Regions from separate parts of the Arabidopsis thaliana genome. Here region 2 is linked to region 1. A link is a contact called in public capture Hi-C data. All regions are on one chromosome and are shown on one strand. The core of a region is the stretch at or near the end of the contact, and the rest is flanking DNA. Distances in the headings are between cores, read along the strand shown. Region 1 holds the start of TPR3 (TOPLESS-related 3). Region 2 holds the start of AT1G04470 (hypothetical protein (DUF810)).

Region 1 (4,651 bases), core at 1,357-3,856:
ATTTCCCTCCACATCTGAGCGGTCAACTGCAATCAGAGTAATAGTTTAGATAAACACATCGAATTCTTCTTATTCAGAATAATGAAGAAAAAAAAATCTCACATTCAACATCTCTAGCATTTGCTAGAGCCTTGCTAAAAGTATTGTCAGAGGAAAATACATGGACTTTAGAAACTGATTCTGAGGTCGCACTGTCATCACTTTTATCCGTCATAGACTCATCACTCATGATAGACTTGTGATAGTTAATTAGGATAAGTAAAACATGCAGGCTGCACTCCGCTAGTGGATTTTTAGATCCGCCACTGTTACTTACAAGATAGTTCAAAGGCAAGAGCACTAAACTTGCTGTATATGCAACAGAAAAGTTTTCATGAGTACATGGACTGTTTCATGTAGCTAGTTAGGAAAACATAATTGAACGGAAAGTCGGAAAGGCAATAGAAAAAGATCAACATTTACAAGTTAGTACAATAATACATCATATATGAAGTAATATACGAACACCTACCAGCTGCAGAACCAACTCTCTCTAAAATGCCTTGTGAATCTCCATCAGAATACATATAGGATTTTGCATTTGGAGGAGTACGGTGTCGGGAAATATAATTAAGTAGCAACCTTCTGACTACTAGAGAAACTAGAGACTTTTCCTGAAAATCGTTGAACCAAAGGAAATGGCGGAAATTGATATGAGGTAATATCTATGCTAAAGACAAAGAAAAAAGTAATTAATTTGGTTACCTGAGTCATTGCTGCATCAATAAAAGGGTTCGCATCTGTTGGTCCATGTGAAGGTCCAGAGAGAAGCTGTGTCGACATTGTAACAAGCATGAAGTTGAGAAGTTCCTGATGTAGAACATACGAGTTGGGACTTGCCAAATAAATGATGAAAATCAGGAGAATGAAACATCTAATACTGAAACATATAAGGAATAGGTGATATAGAGAATCAGCATTGGCATACCTCACTTCATTTGATCCAATGAAGCTCAGAACACTATGCATGACAAAATTTTGGATGTCTTGATCTGCCATCAAAACACTCTTAATTAGCCAGCTTAGAAATACCTTAACGCTGGAAATAACTATTATGAGAGTCATTACCCATTACAAATCCATGTGGAACTGGTTCACTTTCGTCCAGAGAAAGATGCAACTCCTGAAGACTGTCACTTTTTCCATTCTCAATCAAATACTTTAAAAAGACGGATGAAATATATGTTGCATTAACAGCTTTCTTATAGAGAGAAGACTGATCATCTGAAGCTTGAAGAAGCTCTTGCAAACACCAGGACAGATGAATCAATAGTTTTGCAAGGTGCCTAGTGTAGCCATTACTTTGTGCTGAAACAAAAAAAGAAAATAAGATCATCCTCCTACTTTCACTAGGTCATCATCAACATTCAATTTCATTAGCTCAAAGTGAATTCGACAACACATCCTTTACAATTTCAACACTAACCGAAAAGTTCACAGGCTTGTTGAACCCGATCACTAGGCCAGCGAGAACTCAACGGAAGCTCAAGTAGCTTGTTCCAGAAATCAGACGCTAAAGGAAACGATTTCTCCCCAACAAAAGTGGCAATGAGGTACTCGGCCACCGAAACATCATCACCACCGGTTTTTCGCGGCGTTGAAGGCACACCTCCCATGTCTCCTAAGCCAAGCTCGCCGAGTCAACAAGGATCCAAAAGAGAACGAGTCAATTGATCGCGTCCACCGAGTCGGTTACGATGAAGAACAACGGCATTACAAAGCAAGAGATGAACAATGCAAAGATCTTGCTCTCAATTTGGTCTCTCTCGATCTAAATCTGAGATTAATTGAAGATTCAAACTGTTAAACCAAATGCTTCGATACCAAGGGTTTAGACTTTTGAGCAAAAAAAAAAAAGAGAGGACGCGTTATTTTATTTGTTTATTTATATTATAATCTTTTTCTTTTAATGTTGGAAAACTATTATTCCTGCGTAAGTTTATTTCCAAATTGATTTTTTGATACAAATAATTTAGCGACTAAATGTGACAATTTTTGATTATTCATTCCATCAGCACTTGTAATTAATGAAGTTAAATAAGTGTTTTCCTAATTTTGAAAAATACAGGCTACGTGCTACCAAATTAATTCCCACCAAACTCTCATAAATATGATTCGAATACTTTATGGGTTCTTACGTTTTCTCTTTTACAAGAGCTTATATAATATTTTCTGTATAGATTAACCTCAAACCAAATCTTGACTTTTTTTTTGAAGTTAACAGATGACTTGTTCTATTCTACTAGAGAAATGAAATTATTATTTACTAGTCTACGTGGAATAAAAACAGAGATAATGGATTTGGGATAATTCAAACGAAATGGAGTCAAATTGATGCTAGCTACTACCGTCTTTGAACCGTCGGTTGTCGGTGGAGTGGGATGTGGCCGAATCTTTTTTACTGTATTTACAAATTTGAGGCCCATTTATTTTCTTGGGCTTTTCATTTCTTCAATGATTCTAGAACTGAAATTGCTCAAGGTATTAGTTCAAACTTAATCGTTATTGGGCTTTTCCATATGTTCAATATTCTTAGTTATGTTTAATTAAAAATATATGCACAAGTGAGAGAACTCAAATGATGAACAAAAAGTAATAATATTTAGAGAAAAAACTAAAAGAGGAACAGAGCAGAAGTGGAAGTCTCTTGTCCCTCTGTAAACCCTAAAATAGAAAAGCAAATCACACTTGGGGGATTCATGTTCTTTGGCTTTCTTACAAACCTCTAGAAATAATGGCCGAGAAAGCAGGCAAGGCAACGAATGGTGGAGAAGCAGAGAAATCTCTAAAGGAAAAAGGAAATGAGTTCTTCAAAGCTGGCAACTTTCTTAAAGCCGCAGCTCTCTATACTCAAGCCATCAAGCTCGATCCTTCTAACGCTACTCTTTACAGGTTTCCTTTTACTTGTCTTCTACAGTCTTTCGAATCTGATTGTTGGGTTTCATTCTATTTGAGCTGATTTCTCAGAAAGATCTGATTTTGTTCTCTTGCGATATGTTTAGAAAATGAGATTGTTTAGGTGGAGACAAATTAGGCTTTTAACTTGAATAATAGTATTACAACATTTTTGTTATATTTGGGAAGATCAATTGTGATTTAGAATACTAAAAGTTGAGGTTTTTGGTTTTAAGGTTCTGTGAATTGGAACAGTGTTATGTGTTAATGTGAGTAGATTTTTAAAGTGTAATAAAGCTTTTTGTTTATCCGGTGCAGTAACCGAGCTGCTGCATTTTTGAGTCTAGTTAAGCTTAGCAAGGCCTTAGCAGATGCTGAGACTACCATTAAACTCAACCCTCAGTGGGAGAAGGTAAAATCAATACATGACAATGTTTTTTTGTGCTTTCGGTTTCATCATCAATAACATAAAGTATCTGTGTGTGTCTTTACGTAAACGATGGTTTTTCTGATCTATCTTCTTCAGGGGTACTTCAGGAAAGGTTGTGTGCTTGAAGCCATGGAAAAATACGAAGATGTATATGTTTCTCTTATTTTGGTTCCATCTAAATTTTTTCTATCACAAAGCTATTCCATGGTAGTTAAAACTGTGATGATTGTATCTCAGGCTTTGGCTGCATTTGAAATGGCTCTGCAGTACAACCCACAGAGCACAGAAGTTTCTAGAAAGATCAAGAGGCTCGGTCAGTTGCAGAAGGAGAAACAGAGAGCTCAAGAACTTGAGAATTTAAGATCTAATGTTGACATGGCCAAGCATCTTGAAAGTTTTAAATCTGAAATGGTTAGTCCTCTTTTTCTCTTCTTGTGAAATTCCAGAGAATCAGTCTAAGCCTTCCTCGTTGCTTATATTTGATTGTTCCAACTCAGATTCTGAATTTAACACATGCAGTCTGAAAACTATGGAACTGAAGAGTGTTGGAAAGAGATGTTTTCTTTTATTGTTGAGACTATGGAAACAGCTGTGAAGTCGTGGCACGAGACATCTAAAGTCGATACTAGAGTCTATTTCCTTCTTGACAAAGAGAAAACACAAACAGACAAGTACGCACCAGCTGTCAACATCGATAAGGTATTAAGGGCATCCAACTTGAATCTTATCAAAAATCTTTTTTTTGTCTGATAAAACTACTTTGTTTCCCTACTTCAGGCTTTTCAGTCTCCGGACACGCACAGTAACTGCTTTACGTATCTGAGGCAATACGCAGAAGAGTCATTTTCCAAGGCTGCTTGCTTAGTAACACCAAAGAGTAGTATATCCTACCCACAGGTGAATCAAATCTGTCTTTTTCTAAGCTTGTTCTTTCTGGTTTGTATATATGGACTGACGGTTAAACGATGTCTCACAGGTGTGGAAAGGTGTAGGCTCAAGGAAATGGAAACTCGGACCAAATGATGGAATCTTTGTTCAGTTTGAATCTCCCTCTCTTCGGAAAGTTTGGTTCATATCTAGCTCGAAAGAAAAGGGACAAACTTTGTGCAGGTTCTTTCTCTAAACCACTTATTATGTTTAGTTTTGCAATGTGCTTTAAGAATTTGATGAAGTACCCTTGACTTCACACAAGCTGTTGAATTTTCTTGGGTGTATTAAAGAATCAAACTTTTGCATCTAACTCAAGATTAAAAGAGTTGGAGTTTTGATTTCAGGGAACCGCAAGCT
Region 2 (4,651 bases), core at 891-3,390, 110 kb before region 1:
ACTTGTACGAGCATCAACACCCTCTAAACGTGTCGGTGGATACTTGACTTAAGCCTGGTGATATCAATCACATAAACTGACAAAAATCATAGAATCAGTAATACTAAAACAATGGGAATGTAGAGTTCAAATGGAGCAGATGCAAGCGTTTGAGCATAATAGTATCTGTAACGATAGAACACATTTAGGTGTACCAGATTTTGTTTTGTATTTATACACCCTCTTTATGTTTCGGTGGATACATGACACAATTCTGGAAATGTAATAATCTAAATCTGGCATAACTAGACCATATACTATCTATTCATAAGCTAGATGACCAATAGAACAAATCAAGCTATTGATAATTCGGAGTCCAAGTAGTGTAACGGTATTAAACACACACTAAATAGTGTTGGTGAACAAATTACGAATCCTATTAGGGTTTTAAGAGAGAAAGTAAGTAATCTAACCTTCGAAGTACATGAAAACACCATCCTTTCGGCGCCATGGTTTGCGTTGCCTAACGATGACGGCAGGAAGAACCTTTTTCCTGAGATCAGGCTTACCCTTTTTGACGGTGGCCATCACCATGTCTCCGACGCAAGCAGAAGGTAATCGATTAAGACGACCTTTGATACCTTTCACGGAAATGATGTAGAGATTCTTAGCACCGGTGTTATCGGCACAGTTCACCGTCGCCGCCACCGGAAGACCCAGTGACATCCTGAATTTGTTACCAGAGGTACCTCCACGCCCTAATCGAAAAAAATCCAAATCAACAACGATTAAAACGAGGTTCGAAAAGCTGAATAAACACATATTGATGAACTGAAAATGTAACAGATCTAACAACTGAGATAGAGGAAAAGTGCGAACCTCGCTTCGACATTGTTGACGGCTTGAAGGAAGAAGAAACGATTTCGGTTTAATATATAGTGACGCATTCTTCTTGTAGGGTTTCAGTAGGCTTAAAAAATGGAAGAAGAAACGATTTCGTTTTTTAGCCCAAGTTCAAAGTATATTAGGCCCATAAAAGCCCAAGCAGAGTTTTAAATTAAATCAGACGCGTCTTATCACTATTTGGAGAGTCCCACATCGGAAAGGTGAGAGAGTTTGCCAAGGGAAACTTTAGTATATATAGACTTCACTCTCCATATTCTCGAACCACGCAGCCATGTGGTGAGCACATAGCGAACTATTCTTTCGCCTTTTACTAAAGAATACCGTGTGCTCTCCACGCTAAGTGGCATACGCCTATTTTTGGAGGGTTCCCACTTTACTGTGGGTCCCAACATCTCTCAGTTTAATTTTTGGTCTCGAAGTATCTGAGAATCCTTTGTGGCAACTCTAACTGTTAGACAATTAAATCTATAACCCGGTTATTAAACCGTATATACCCAGTTAAAATGCAAACAGTTATTTAAAATATCCTCTATTAGAGTCTTTGTGTTTTTTGCCTGTTGATGGATATATGAACGAGTTTGCTATCTAGAATCGATAGAATAAGCTTTGAGGTTATATAAGATATTTGGATTGGTTTCTGGTGAATCCATTATTTGTACAAGTTTCATGGTCGTAAGTTGTAATAACTGTATTTCTTCATAATCTTCTGTTATAGTTGTTTTCATAGAACTCAATTTGATTAGCAATATTTGTCGAATCCTAAAATCTGAAATTGCTTGAGGATTATGAGATTCCATATTTCTCAAAGTTAAAAGATAACTGAAAGAATCAATGATCAGGTCCTGACCAGTGCCACTTGATTGATATATAGTTGACCTTAATTGAAAGTTTGAAACAAATCCCATCATAAGATCATAAAAAATATAGTTATCCAGTTAACAATTAAAGGACACCGTTTAAGTAACTGCTGCAGACAGAATTGAGATTAAGTATTGACCCGAATCTTATCTTCTTTTCTCCGGATACATCAACTACAACAACAACCAGGTGCAAAAGTATGTTGAGTAACAAGTTTCCCAACAATGTTTTATGCTGGATTCTGTTGTCAACAAAAGTGAGGTTGGATTTTGTTTTTCTCTCTCAAAAGATTGTGTATATGGAAGAGAATACATATGGAATTTACGAAAAACAAGAGATTCGGCTTGGCAAAAGTTACTTGGAATAGGAGATTTGCTAATTATGGTTAAGTTTTCATGAGGCTTCCTCATTTTACTCACATCCTCTCTCCTTCCTTAGCACAGAGAAATTTGTTGTCGCCTAGCTTTTTCCAAGTTGTCTCTCGTCTTCCTCCACCTCCTCATTTTTCTCTGTTTTTTTGTTCGTTGTCTCTCATTTTTCCCTTATTAAAAACACATAACTCCTTCTCTCTCCTCACTTCTCGGACATCTGATTTCTTAAACCCGTATCCGTCTGGTTTCTATTTCCTTCTTGCCTCCCCTCCGTGATGGTTCGTCATTCTCGGAGGGAGTCCTTTTTCGACATGGTTGGCTTTGAGGTTTGTCCTGATACCGATCTTCTTTGGCCATTCGGGAAGCTTGATGGTCTTGATCGGGATGAAATCCGTGAAACCGCGTATGAGATCTTTTTCGCCGCATGTCGATCATCACCTGGATTTGGAGGTAGAAATGCTCTCACATTCTACTCCAAGCACAATGCTGGTGACCATCAAGGGGATGGAATAGGAGGAGGAGGAGGATCTGGATCATCTAACGGCTCTGGATTCGGGTCTTTAGGAAGAAAAGAAGTGTTGACAACACCAACAAGCCGAGTAAAACGGGCGCTAGGGTTAAAGATGCTTAAACGATCTCCTTCTAGGCGAATGTCGACAGTAGGGACAGTTGTAGGGGCCGTCTCAGCTCCTTCATCCCCAGGTAATAATGGAAGCATAGGAAGTGGTTCAGGACACTTTAGCCCTGGGGCTGGGTTTTTTACAGTCCCGCCTGCTCGGCCTCGACGACCGTTAACCTCTGCAGAAATCATGAGGCAGCAAATGAAGGTGACAGAACAGAGTGACACTCGGCTACGGAAAACCCTAATGAGGACGCTTGTTGGCCAAGTAAGTTGCTCTGTTTTTAAATTGTGAATGAAACTCTGTTTCTTGATTAATTAATAAAATGTTTATAACTGTTATTTTTTAGACCGGTAGGCGAGCAGAGACAATAATCCTTCCGTTAGAGCTTCTCCGTCACGTGAAACCATCGGAGTTTGGTGATGTACATGAGTATCAAATTTGGCAAAGACGGCAACTCAAAGTCCTTGAAGCTGGTCTTCTCATTCACCCATCAATCCCTCTAGAGAAGACCAACAACTTTGCAATGCGTCTCCGAGAAATCATCCGCCAGAGTGAGACAAAAGCCATCGACACTAGCAAAAACTCAGACATAATGCCGACATTATGTAACCTTGTCGCCTCCTTGTCATGGCGCAACGCTACTCCAACAACCGATATATGCCATTGGGCTGATGGATACCCACTTAACATCCATCTCTATGTGGCGCTTTTGCAGTCGATATTTGACATACGTGATGAGACCTTGGTTCTTGATGAAATCGATGAGCTTTTAGAACTGATGAAGAAGACATGGATAATGTTGGGGATCACACGAGCTATACATAACTTGTGTTTCACTTGGGTTCTGTTTCATCAGTACATTGTGACATCACAGATGGAGCCAGACTTGCTTGGTGCCTCTCACGCCATGTTGGCTGAAGTTGCCAATGACGCCAAGAAGTCTGATCGCGAGGCTCTTTACGTGAAGCTCTTGACCTCGACATTGGCCTCTATGCAAGGATGGACTGAAAAAAGGTATTTCTTTTTGCCTTGTAAATGGACTTGATCACACAAAACTGAATCTGATTGTGAATGTGTGATTATAGGTTGTTGAGCTATCATGATTATTTTCAACGAGGGAACGTGGGATTGATCGAGAATCTTCTGCCATTAGCGTTGTCTTCTTCTAAGATCTTGGGGGAGGACGTGACAATCTCTCAAATGAATGGTCTAGAGAAAGGTGATGTGAAATTGGTGGATTCTTCAGGGGATCGCGTCGATTACTATATAAGAGCATCTATTAAAAACGCCTTCTCAAAGGTAATAGAAAACATGAAGGCCGAAATCGAAGAAACAGAGGAAGGAGAAGAAGAAGCGGCAACTATGTTGCTTCGGCTAGCTAAGGAGACAGAGGATCTTGCTTTGCGCGAGAGCGAGTGTTTTAGCCCGATACTTAAGAGATGGCACTTGGTTGCAGCTGGAGTCGCCTCGGTTTCGCTTCACCAATGTTATGGTTCCATCTTGATGCAGTACTTAGCTGGTCGATCGACAATCACTAAAGAGACTGTTGAAGTTCTGCAAACTGCGGGGAAGCTCGAAAAGGTTCTTGTGCAGATGGTGGCAGAGAATTCAGATGAATGTGAAGATGGCGGTAAAGGCCTTGTTAGAGAGATGGTTCCGTATGAAGTCGATTCGATTATCTTACGACTACTAAGGCAATGGATTGAAGAGAAGTTACAAACAGTTCAAGAATGTTTGAGCAGAGCAAAAGAAGCTGAAGTATGTTTATTAAAGCTTTACTTGCAGTTCAAGTATACAAAATGTATCATCTATACACTCAATATTTTTTTCTGTAGACATGGAACCCGAAATCAAAATCAGAACCCTATGCACAATCTGCTGGAGAGTTGATGAAGCTAGCGAATGATGCAATCG

Evidence for each region. Capture Hi-C pulls out chosen DNA fragments and counts their contacts.
Region 2: a contact with region 1 is called in a capture Hi-C map of shoot, with 2.8 times the contacts expected there. A contact is called at or near these places in 1 of 26 Hi-C or Micro-C datasets (root) and 1 of 3 other capture datasets (shoot).

Annotation. Positions count from the first base shown.
Region 1 is chr1:1,106,680-1,111,330 of TAIR10.1, reverse strand. TPR3 (TOPLESS-related 3) reads left to right here and starts at 2,606. Exons shown (of 8, transcript NM_100300.5): 1 at 2,606-2,931; 2 at 3,253-3,346; 3 at 3,461-3,511; 4 at 3,602-3,775; 5 at 3,884-4,063; 6 at 4,142-4,261; 7 at 4,341-4,474; 8 at 4,639-4,651. The coding sequence starts at 2,774. It overlaps AT1G04200 (dyggve-melchior-clausen syndrome protein), which reads right to left and starts at 1,936. Exons shown (of 18, transcript NM_100301.5): 1 at 1,466-1,936; 2 at 1,108-1,347; 3 at 968-1,031; 4 at 745-874; 5 at 512-653; 6 at 103-348; 7 at 1-26. The coding sequence starts at 1,655.
Region 2 is chr1:1,212,330-1,216,980 of TAIR10.1, reverse strand. AT1G04470 (hypothetical protein (DUF810)) reads left to right here and starts at 2,140. Exons shown (of 5, transcript NM_100326.4): 1 at 2,140-3,001; 2 at 3,084-3,751; 3 at 3,823-4,495; 4 at 4,573-4,651. The coding sequence starts at 2,390. AT1G04480 (Ribosomal protein L14p/L23e family protein) reads right to left here and starts at 1,056. Exons shown (of 3, transcript NM_100327.5): 1 at 859-1,056; 2 at 453-737. The coding sequence starts at 871. U5.6 (a small nuclear RNA gene) reads left to right here and starts at 1,150; the gene lies at 1,150-1,250. It overlaps AT1G04267 (a small nucleolar RNA gene), which reads right to left and starts at 429; the gene lies at 290-429. It also overlaps AT1G04273 and AT1G04277.